Regions from separate parts of the Sus scrofa genome. Here region 1 is linked to region 2. Evidence: chromatin contacts called from public HiChIP or PLAC-seq data. All regions are on one chromosome and are shown on one strand. Each heading gives the region's core, a stretch centred on a gene start, on an enhancer-like site or on the middle of the called end of the contact. The rest is flanking DNA. Distances are from core to core; before and after follow the strand shown.

Region 1 (5,812 bases), core at 1,733-4,232, 120 kb before region 2:
TCCGGGCCTTAGACAAACCAGGAAACCCCTCTGGGCCCAGTTTTCCCCATCGTGAAACAAACGGGCAGAATGAACCATCACGAGTCTTCTGAAGGTCAACAGGATTGTTGAGGTATGTTCCTGCTTTCTGATTCACTAAGAGAGCAGCCACCAAGGGGATCCACCCAAGGCATACACACATCCAATACTGGCTACTATGTATCCTAGTATCCTACTGGTAGGAGAATTAAAAGAGTTTCAATTTCAGGGGCTTTCACACAAGTTCTAAAAGCTTTTTATAAATGCTAAGCTTTAAGACAGTTAAATGCAATGACTTTTAACCTGCAAACGGCTGAAGTCAAGAAAAATAAGTTGAACCATTCCCATTTCTATTATGATTCAATTTTTTAAAGTAACTCATAAATGTGTATGACTCACACATCAGAATATAATGAGATGTTCCTTTATCATTTCGTCTTCCGGTGCCAGTAATTCCACATTACAGGGTGCCGAAGCCCTTTAATAAGCGTGGCATGTGTTTCTGGCCACACTCCAAAACCCAGAACAGGAGCACTAGGGAAAAACCCAGTGAGGATTTCTGGGCTTTGGATTACAGAACATCTAGTCAGTTGCCCAAAATATGGCTCTCCTCACCTGTCCATGTACAGCCACCTAGACTTTTGACAACTGACACCATAACAACAATTATCCTTCAGGCTTATACAGCCCTTAGAAGTTTACAAACCACTTTCACATCCATTAATTTAGCTGATTCCCAGGGACCCATTCAGTGCTTAGTGCAGACATCGCTGTACTCATATCACAAAAGAAATGGGTTCAGAGAACGTAAACGACTTGCCAAGGGGTATCCAGCTAGCAAATGGTAAAGCGAGGATTGCAAACCTGGGATCTTCTCCCCAAACTGCTTTGTGATCTGGAGATAAGAAAATAACTGAAAAAGGAAAAAAAAAAAAAACAAAAACACCTTTTGGACCAAAAAAATGATTCTTGAACTTGCTTCTCCCTTTCTTATTTGTCCCCTTGGTAGTAGGTTGCTAGAGTTACCACTTCCGCCTATGGAAGTGTCAGCTAAAGAAAGCCAGTATGTTAAAATAAAATAATGCTGCCAGAGTTTGTGGCACAGCAGGTAAAAGTCCCACTGCAGTGGCTTGGGTCGCTGCTATGGCCCAAGTTCAGTCCCGGGCCCAGGAACTTTCACATGCTGTTGAGCTTTAAAAAAAAAAAAAAAAAAAAAAAAAAAAAAAAAACACAGCTACTAGCCATCACTTGTCCCTATCCCAACATCACCAATGAGTGGATCCTTCTATTTCCAAAAGGAACAAGAGGTGATGGAGCCAAAATTAGAACCAGGCCTAGTGACAGTTCTACAGCTAAATCCAATTCAGCCTGTTCCCATCACCTTTCCTTCCTGTCCCTTACAAAGTGGATCAGGAAAACCTTAGATGCCTAGACAGGCAGCAGAAGGGAAGGCCAGGATAGAAATCTCAGCAGTGAGAAGAAGGGCCACTGGATAGGAACTGAGACTGCCTACCCTCATGGGCTTGATACCAGATGTGCTCCCTCTTACATTCCCAGCTGGAAAAGACAATTGTTGAAATTTGCCCTCAGAACAGAAATTACCAGTTACCACAGAGCTGGAATCAACAGAGGCAAAGAGAGACTGAGAAACTGGCCTCAAATCACAGAGCTGCATAGGCAACATGGTGAAGCCTGGGACCTCCCATTTTCTCTCCACGTGTACACATTCAGACATTCGGCCGTCCTTCCTGAGAAACAGGGCTTAGAGTCCCTTCAGTGATAAAAATTCCCTCAGCATCCAAATGTGTTGCTGGCTTCCTTATTTGATTGTCTTTAAGAAGAAGAAAAAAATCCACTATTAAATTCCTCGCTAGTTAGCCAGACCATTCATATTTAAAAACAAGATTTTTTTCATTGACCTGACAGTTTCATTGGCAGCTAGAACTAACTTTACAATAGCTGGGGACATACAAATCCACTGTGTCTTTACCTTTAATTATACAATAAGAGCTGGAATCCCCTGTCAATTTATTCAGCCAAGCTTACAAGAAATCATAGTGAGGGAATTTCCAAAGCCAGACTAACATCAGCAGTAAAAATACACTCACCTAGGTCTCTCAGTTTACAAACACATTTTTAAAAGCAGACTAGTAACAATATAAACATCTCCCCTACCGTTTACCACTTCAAACATTTAATGATTTAGGTTTTTGGTTAACCATACTTGTCAAATGCTTTAAAGTTGCTAAATTACTAACTGGGCTAGACCTTTCTAACCATATTTCATTTAAATACAGTCATAGATTGCATGTCCAAAATGTAAAACAAATCTCCAAGTCTTGGACCAAATGAGATCTGCCTTATAATCTGGGTGAAAAATTTAATCGTGATCACCATCTCTAGAACAAAGATACAGAAGGGCATTAAGGAGTGGTTTGGGCATCTCTCAAATCCTGGGCACTTATGTCTGAGCTCAAGTTTCTGCATCTGTAATTCTAATTCCCTCTCATCTAATTGTTACCAAGGACCACGCACAGAGGAAATCATAAGAAGGTATTACATAAAAGATATTTATTAATTACAATGAATACAAATTTGACTACAAGCCAAGGCAACTGCTTGGGTGACAGTAGCATGGAGTTTCAGGGTAAGAAACAGCAACAGCTTTTTTATATTCTCCTCTCCCCCCTTTGAGGTCCACCCCAATCTAACCTCCTCCCCCTCCACCCACCTCCATCAACTCCAGCCTACAATGACTGACACTTTATTAAACGTTTTATAATGAGCACTTTATTAAACGTTTTATTATGTTTCCAGGATCACTACTCAGCTGGTCCTAACATCTATCTGTTAAAGACCTTAGGGGAAGAGTTCTGTTTCTCTAACTTCCCTAACTTTCAAAGTCTCATTACTCCTTCATTACTCAGGCTGATTATAAACTACAGAGACCACAAGTGATTACTCAATGCCATTTAACTAGAATTGAGGAAGCTTGAAAATGCAAAACTCACTCTTGAACAGTAACAGATAACTTTAACATTGTAAAAAAAAAAAAAAAAAAAAAAAAAAAAAAAACCATGTTTGACACTGCTCTGAAACTGCTTTAGTTCAGATCACATGGGGACACTCCCATTGGTTGGCTGTGGTGAATATGGTAAGAATTAGAGTCCCTTGGGCTACAATTCTCAGGCACAGAGTGCTGTAGACTAAACCACTATAACCACTTCACATCCACTCAGATACACCCATTTTCTAGAACTTCAAACCATCAGCTAAAAACAACTCTTCATTCAAACGAGCTTGGAATCAAAGCTACACATATCATGACTTAATACAGAGTCTGAACTCTCCCTATAGATTTCTCTGTACTAATTGATATGAAACCAATGCATCAGTCCAATGGTGCACAATGTCCTCCTCCCCACCCGCTTTTTTTTTGTTGTTGCTGTTGTCTTTTTAGGGCCACAACCACCGCATATGGAGGTTCCCAGGCTAGGGGTCTAATCGGAGCTGTTGCCACCAGCCTACGCCAGAGCCACAGCAATGCCAGATCCGAGCTGCGTCTGTGACCGACACCACAGCTCACGGCAACGCCAGATCCTTAACCCACTGAGCGAGGCCCAGGATCGAACCCGCAACCTCATAGTTCCTAGTTGGATTCGTTTCTGCTGTGCCACAAGGGGAACTCCCCCCTTTTTTAAATAAATACTTTGTATTGCTCCCTATACTTCCCTGAAATGAAAACCAAAAATACAAACTATTCACATGCAAAATTTTAAAATAATCAATATAATGTCCAAATTATAAATAAAGGAGAACTTAAAGAGATTTATAAGAATCTCTATTTTAATATGTAATTGCTCTGTCATGAGCACACCAGCAGATCTAATGAAGTAATCTAATACTTAGAGCAACAGTAGAAGAACCATGAAATAACTACAAATGCAGACAGATACTGGCACATTCTTCTTGGCTACACAAATACAAGCATACCAATACTAGTAACATGGTTTTTTGTAATGGTGGCCAGTTGATGATAAAGTTCCAAACAAAATAAAATAGTACACTATTTATATAGTGTAGTGTATCAATTTATTTAGTAACTGCATTCCTACAAAATTCAGGGTTTATCAAAATGATGCATAAGGAACTCCATGTAAAATGAAATTAAGTTCTAGGCTCATAAAGTTACAAACAGGTTTTTTCCCCCACAAGACTATCTGAATAGCGATTTGAAAGTCATGTAGGCTACAGAAAAATTCTTTGTTGCACAGTACTGTCCCTGTGCACATGAGAGGATTCTTAGTACTCCTGGCCATATCCTTTAAGTGCCAAAGATACCCACTCCACCACTATCAACAAAGCCCCACAGAAATCACTGAGCCAGCTATGTGCTGCTGCGAGACCAAGTGAAGGCTTACCATCTTTGTGTTTCATGTACTGACCATAGTAGAACTATCTTTAGCTCCTAAGTAAGTGCTCAGTAAGTCTGAGAAACTGGGTGGTAGTTCTTCTAAAACTCCTCCTCTATTCATTCTTAGGTAGCAGAAAAGCAGTCACTACTTTCAGGAAATAGAAAAGATGGCATCTATTGGACTGCAGTGTAAAACTGCAGACATTTCACTCACAATCAGAAACACTTTAAAGGATGCTATTGTTCCTGCCCCATAAGGACAGCCTAAGACTAGGACGGCAAGTACACATCATGGTATGATGTCCCTCTGAGCCTGGCAATGGCTTTAAACTCCATCTCAACATGGCTCCAATGAGTCCTGCCAACTATTTAGGCTTCCTAACCCCAGAAATATGGGAGAAGGCAATTAGCAGGCTCAAGCAGACTTCCTGGGGGTATTAGAGCCTTGCACAGCACGCAATCTCACAACATCCACTACTGTCATCTGAGCACTTACTATGTGCTTCAGGCACACAGTGCTACCTGCTTAGTTGACCCTCACATAACAACATGAGATGCTAAAATCTCTGCTTCACAGGAAGCTAAATGAGGCCCAAACCCAAGGCCCCAGATCAAAAGCCGGTAACTAATGGAGCCCGAATTCCAGCCCAGACCTATCTAGCTTCAAAGTCTGTGCTAGTTATTTGCTTGCAACCACCTATAAAACAAGCCGTCTAAAAGAGTCAGGTGATAAAGCTTCATACTTGAGTGGTACCTCTCTGCGTGGACCCAGGAGTGAGCAGGACCTCTAGGTGGAGAGCCAGACAGCATGTCAAATAAAAGCCAACACAAAAAATTCCTCTCTCACTTACTCAGCCAAAAGCCAGTATGAGACATGGGAGGAATCCCTAATTAGATCTGCAAACTAAGCTTCAGACACCAGGCCACCACATTCCCTGACACATAAAGAGCCAGACTTGGGGATGGCACTGAACCCTGCTGAATCCAAACTATCATCACTCTGCCTATACCTGTTCCTCCCTCCCTTCTCGGAGCAGCCAGTGCTGCTGCCTGCTACCCTACCTTTCAGCCTCTGAGCAGAGACGAGATCTCTGCTCCGCCAGCGGCTTGGAGGAAATGTCCCTCTTACCTGCGCTGCCTGTGCAGAGTTCTGTCCATCTTTCAAGGTCTACAGTAATGTCCTCTCCTCCTACCCCAAGCCTCCTCGCATTCTGCAGCTGGAAGGGACTGACTCACTTGAGAGCACTTTCTTCAGAGCGCTTACCACACTCCTCCTTGCATCAGAGCAGTCATCAGGATGCACATCCCTTCCCTAGAGCCTTAGGTCCTTATTTGCTCCTACCTCCTCCCGCAATACTGACGACCACTCTCACCGCCACG
Region 2 (5,621 bases), core at 367-2,866:
AAGGATCCTTAACCCACTGAGTGAGGCCAAGGATCGAACCCACGTCCTCATGGGTCCTAGTCTGGTTTGTTACTGCTGAGCCACGACAGGTCAACTCCTGTGACACAGGTTTGATCCCTGGCCCTGGAACTTCTGCATGCCTCGGGTGTGGCCAAAAAGAAAGAACCCTGTGAAATTATCATAGCATTTTTAATCAATTATAATTCAAGAAAACTTAAAAAAAAAAAAAGAACCCTCTGTTACACTGACCACCTGGATAATCCACAACAACCTCCTGATTTTATTTTATTTTTTATTTATTTATTTTTGTCTTTTTGCCATTTCTTGGGCCACTCCAGTAGCAATATGGAGATTCCCAGGCCAGGGGTCTAATCGGAGCTGTAGCCACCAGCCTATGCCAGAGCCACAGCAACATGGGATGCAAGCAGCGTCTCCAACCTACACCACAGTTCACGGCAACGCTGGATCCTTAACCCATGGACCAAGGCCAGGAATCAAACCCGCAACCTCATGGTTCCTAGACGGATTCCTTAACCACTGCACCACAACAGGAACTCCCAATCTCCTGATTTTAAGGTCAAGAGATTAATAGCCTTAGCCTCCCTTGCCATGTAACCTGACATAGTCACAGGTTCTAGGGATTAAGACATGGGGGATCTGGGTGGGGGGGAGTTGTTTCATCCACCACAGCCTCCCAATACACCACATAAACACACACACACACACACACCTGGTTTCTCATGTGACCTGGATTCCAGGTCCTTCCCCTTCCTGTGGATCCTGCTCATTTTCCTATGGATGCATTCTGGTTCTCTGTTCAGTTAATAACCATTTATAGAGCACCTATTGTGTGCCAGGCATTTTGCCAGGGGCAGGGGAGACCAAGATAAAAAGACATCATCCCTGCCCTGAAGGTGCTCACATTTTAGTGAAGCTGACAGAAAAATCATGAAAGACCAGCAAATATGCCAATTCTTGGGATGAAAGGGAGCACAGGTGGTGAAGGGGGCACTCAGAACTTGGGGTCTGGGGTAGGAAAGTTTATGCACAGATACAGCTTACTGCTCCTATTCCTTTCAAGATCCACAAAATCAAAACAGTAGGATTCATTAGGGAAAATGAGGATCTGGGGTCTGGTCTCAGGCATCGCTAACTTGTTGATGCCCAGTGAGTCCAGGCAGAGCTGTGTGGCCCAGAAGCCGAGACGCACAAGGGCACACAGAGCTGCCTCTGTGCTCCTGAGGGCCTTGCTTCAGTCTGGGAGCAGCGGCGGCCAGCAGGAATTACTCAGTACCGAGGTACGGGGGACCCCTGCCAAGTGGAACAAGCGCTCTACTGTCTCCCAGCGGGATGGGCTCTCCCAGAGGGGTGATCCTCTCACTTCCCCAGGAGCAGCCTGACTTAAGAGAAGGTCTTACTTTGAAAGGTGGAAAAGGAAAAAAATTGTTAGATAAAATATACAAAGACAGAGTTGAGTGCCTCTCTGCATCTCAAATGTGGAGTCTGAAGGAGGAGCCAGAACTTGTAAGCTTTTGATGATTTAATGTGTGTTTTAGATACCAGACCACCGCCCAGGACCCTGGATGTGCCTGGTGATTGACCTTTGTTCCGGCCTGATGGCCAATTTGTAACTGTTACCACTGGACACCTGAAGCTGTATGTTCCTGCCCATGGATGTTTCATAGGAACCAGCTGGCCTTGTTTCTAGCTCTATACTGAACCCTACTGTCTTCTTGCAGAAACACAAATATATGCGTACGTGTGTAAGTGTATTTTTTTCTCGTGTTCCTGTTTAACCTGCCTCACTATGACAAACCAGGGTTTCTTTCTTTTTTAAAAAAATTATTTATTTTTTTTGTCTTTTTGTCTTTTCTAGGGCCCCTCCCGCAGCCTATGGAGGTTCCCAGGCTAAGGGTCTAATCAGAGCTGTAGCCACCAGCAACACAGGATCCAAGCCGCGTCTGCCACCGACACCACAGCTCACGGCAACGCCGGATCCTTAACCCACTGAGTGAGGCTAGGGATCAAACCCTTAACCTCATGGTTCCTAGTTGGATTCATTAACCACTGAGCCACGACGGGAACTCTGGCAAACCAGGGTTTCTTATTTTAAAAAATAAGACACACACACACACACACACACACGAGGAAATTTCCTATTGGCACATGACCAGCATGTTTAGGTAAGACTGATTTCATGTTCAATCAGGCAACTTTGTGAAATCACTAGTATTTGTACAGAGCTTTATAGTTGGTCAAAGGTGTTCGTGGTCACTGAATTTTTTACAAAACACTGTCCTCGATGGGGATGGGGGTCCATTAAGCCTTAAGAACCTCTCATATCCAGAGTCCCTTCTGAATACATTGACTCAATGTGGACTTTTCATGTTTTCCTCTATTGAATAAAATACATTCTGTACTTCATCTACAAAGGACTAAACCCGGGACAAATGTACTCTTAGTCCTACCTGATTGTGGCCATCAGGCTCAGCCTGAATGTCTCCTGCAACATAAGCATCACTTCCCAAGGCATCTTTGCTTGGTTCTGCCAATGGCAGAAAGATATTTGTAGATTCCCCTAGCATGTCCACAAGAGGGCCTTGAGAGACACCGTCAAGGGGTTTGGTGTGGGCCCAGCACAGGTTTTCTATATTAGAAATAACCAGCCTTATATGTATGACCAGGTCACTTTGCTGCATAGCAGAAACTGACAGAACATTGGAGTTTCCTTCGTGGCTCAAGGGTTAACAAATGTGACTAGTACCCAGGAGGATGCGGGTTCAATCCCTGGCCTTGCTGGATGGGTTAACGACTCAGCATTGCCATGAGCTGTGGCGTAGGTCACAGACACGGCTTGGACCTGGCATTGCTGTGGCTGTGGCCGGCAGGTGCAGCACCAATTCGACCCCTAGCCTGGGCACCTCCACATGCCTTGAGTGCAGCCTTAAAAAGCAAAAAAAAAAAAAAAGAATAACAAGGGATCACACAGAAAATATGGCCTTTCCCCTCTAAACAATGCACAAGGCCTGCTATTTATCCCAGTCCTTGAAGTACTGGGACTAGGAGTTACCCTGTGGCTAAAGAAAATGTCTTGCTTCTTTATAATAAGCCTTCATTAATGAGAGGGCTATGGAGGCTTTTCCTCCTTAAAAAAAAATTTTTTTTTTTGGCCAAGTCCATGGCATGCAAAAGTTCTTCAGCTGAAAACTGAACCCATGACACAGTGGTAACCAGAGCCACAGCAGTGACAATGCTGGATCCTTAACCTGCTGAGTCATGAGGGAACTCTTCCTCTTGAAACTTTAAAAAAATCAAACTAGGAGTTCTCTGATGGCCTAGCGAATGTTGTCACTGCTGTGGTTCAGGTTTGATCCCTGGCCAGGGAACTTCCACAGGACATAGGCTCGGACAAAAAAAAAAAAAAAAAGAGTCAAACCAACCATTTGCAAATATTTTCTCCAAGTCCACAGACTGCCTTTTTTTTTTTGATTGAAGTTGATTTTAAAAGCTTTATAGCTGATTGACAAGACTGCGATAATTTCTGCTATACAGCAAAGTGATTCAGTTACACATGTACACACAGCCATTCTCTTTCAGGTTCTTTTTCCACACAGATTATCACAGAATATTGGGTAGAGTTCTCTGTGCTGTACAGCAGCAAAGGTTGTCTTTTCATCATTTTTTGTTTTTTAGGGTTTCCTTTGCTGTACAAACGCTTCTAAGTTTGATTAGGTTCCACTTGCTTATTTTTGCTTTTATTTCTATTGCCTCAGGAGTCTGATCTAAGAGAACACTGCTACGATTTATGACAGATAATGTTTTGCCTATGTTCTCTTCTAAGAGTTTTATGGTGTCTTGTCTTGTTTCAGTCTTTAAGCCATTTTGAGTTTATTTTTGAGCAGGGTGTGAGGGTGTGTTCAAACTTAAATGATTTACACGACACTGTTCAACTTTCCTAGCACCACTTGCTAAAGAGACTTTTTCTGCTTTATATATTCTTGGTAATTGTCCATAGGTATGTGAGTTTACTTTTACTCTCTATTTTGTTCCACTGATCTGTACATCTATTTTGAGGGGCCAATACCACATTGTTTTGATTGCTGTAGCTTTGTAGTATTGTCTAAAGCCAGGAGGGTTATGCCTCCTGCTTTGTTCTTTTTCCTCAAAATTGCTTTGGCAATTCTGGGGCTTTCATGGTTCCATGTAAGTTTTAGGAACATTTGTACTACTGCTGTGAAAACTGTCATGGGTAATTTGATAGAGATAACTTTAAATCTATAGATTGCTTGGCCATGGATAGTACGGCCATTTTATTTATTTATTTATTTATTTATTTATTTATTGTCTTTTTAGGGCCACACCCAAGGCATATGGAGGTTCCCAGGCTAGGGGGTCTAGTCAGAGCTATAACCGGCAGCCTATACCATGGTCACAGCAACACAGGATCCAAACTGCTCCTGCAACCTATACCACACGCCACAGCAACACCAGATCCTTAACCCACTGAGCAAGGCCAGGGATCAAACTCACGTTCTCACAGATGCTAGTCAGGTTTGCTAATGGCTCAGCCACGACGGGAACTCCGAGTATGACCATTTTAACAATATTAATTCTTCCAATCCAGGAGCATGGGATATCCTTCCATTTCTTTGAATGATCTTCAGTTTCTTTTATTAATGTTTTGTAGTTCTTAGCAGATAAGTCTTTCACCTCCTTGGTGAGGATTATTTCTCAGTATTTTATTTTTTGATGTGATTTTATTTTTCTTTTTTTTCTTTTTTGTTTTGTTTTAGGACTGCACCTGCGGCATATGGAAGTTCCCAGGTCAGACTGGAGCTACAGCTGCTGGCCTATGCGATAGCCACAGCAATGCCAGATCCAAGCCGTGTCTTCAACCTACACTACAGCTCACAGTAATGCTGGATCCTTAACCCACTGATCAGGGCCAGGGATCAAACCCGCATCTTCGTGGATACTAGTCGGGTTCTTAACTGGCTGATCCACAATGAGAAGTGCCTTTTTGATATGTTTTTAAAAGGGACTGTTCGTTTCCATTCCCCTTCTGATACTTCGTATTTGCAAACAATGCAACCAATGTAATTTCCAAAATACACAAACAGCATAGTAACAAATATACAAACAGATCAGTAACAAATACACAAACAGCTCAGTAACAAAATAACAAACACCCCAATAGAAAAATAGGCAGAAGACCTAAATAGACATTTCACCAAAAGAAGACATCCAGATGGCCAAGAGGCACATGACAAGACGCTCATCATTGCTAATTATTAGAGAAATGCAAATCAAAACTACAACGAGGTATCACCTCACACCAGTCAGAATGGCCCTCATCAAAAAGTCTACAAAGAAATTCTGGAGAGGGTGTGAAGAAAAGGGAGCCCTCTGATGGGAATGTAAATTAGTGCAGCCACTGTAGAAAACAGGATGAAGGTTCTTCAAAAAACTAAAAAGAGTTGCCATATGATCCTGCAATCCCACTCCTGGGCACATACCCAGAAAAAAACTGTAATTCAAAAAGATACATGCACCCCCTATTTAGAGCAGCACTATTTACAATAGTCAAGACATGGAGGCAACCTGAATGTCCACTGACAGGT

Evidence for each region. HiChIP or PLAC-seq counts read pairs in DNA pulled down with a chosen protein or histone mark.
Region 1: a contact with region 2 is called in an H3K27ac HiChIP or PLAC-seq map of alveolar macrophages. The contact joins two enhancer-like sites. A contact is called at or near these places in 1 of 47 Hi-C or Micro-C datasets (epiblast stem cells) and 1 of 2 datasets of contacts at active chromatin or transcription factors (alveolar macrophages).

What each region holds. Positions count from the first base shown.
Region 1 is chr6:147,465,376-147,471,187 of Sscrofa11.1, reverse strand. All of the region lies in intron 1 of JAK1 (Janus kinase 1), which reads right to left. Among named protein-coding and RNA genes, the nearest start is that of JAK1, 39 kb to the right of the region's middle. Within about 2 kb of position 2,982, at least 5 of the 83 cell types and tissues checked have an H3K27ac peak or open chromatin away from gene starts, as enhancers often do. A contact at or near this core is called in alveolar macrophages, where this site is marked.
Region 2 is chr6:147,346,501-147,352,121 of Sscrofa11.1, reverse strand. It overlaps a transcript of JAK1 not described here. Among named protein-coding and RNA genes, the nearest start is that of MIR101-2, 18 kb to the right of the region's middle. Within about 2 kb of position 1,616, at least 8 of the 83 cell types and tissues checked have an H3K27ac peak or open chromatin away from gene starts, as enhancers often do. A contact at or near this core is called in alveolar macrophages, where this site is marked.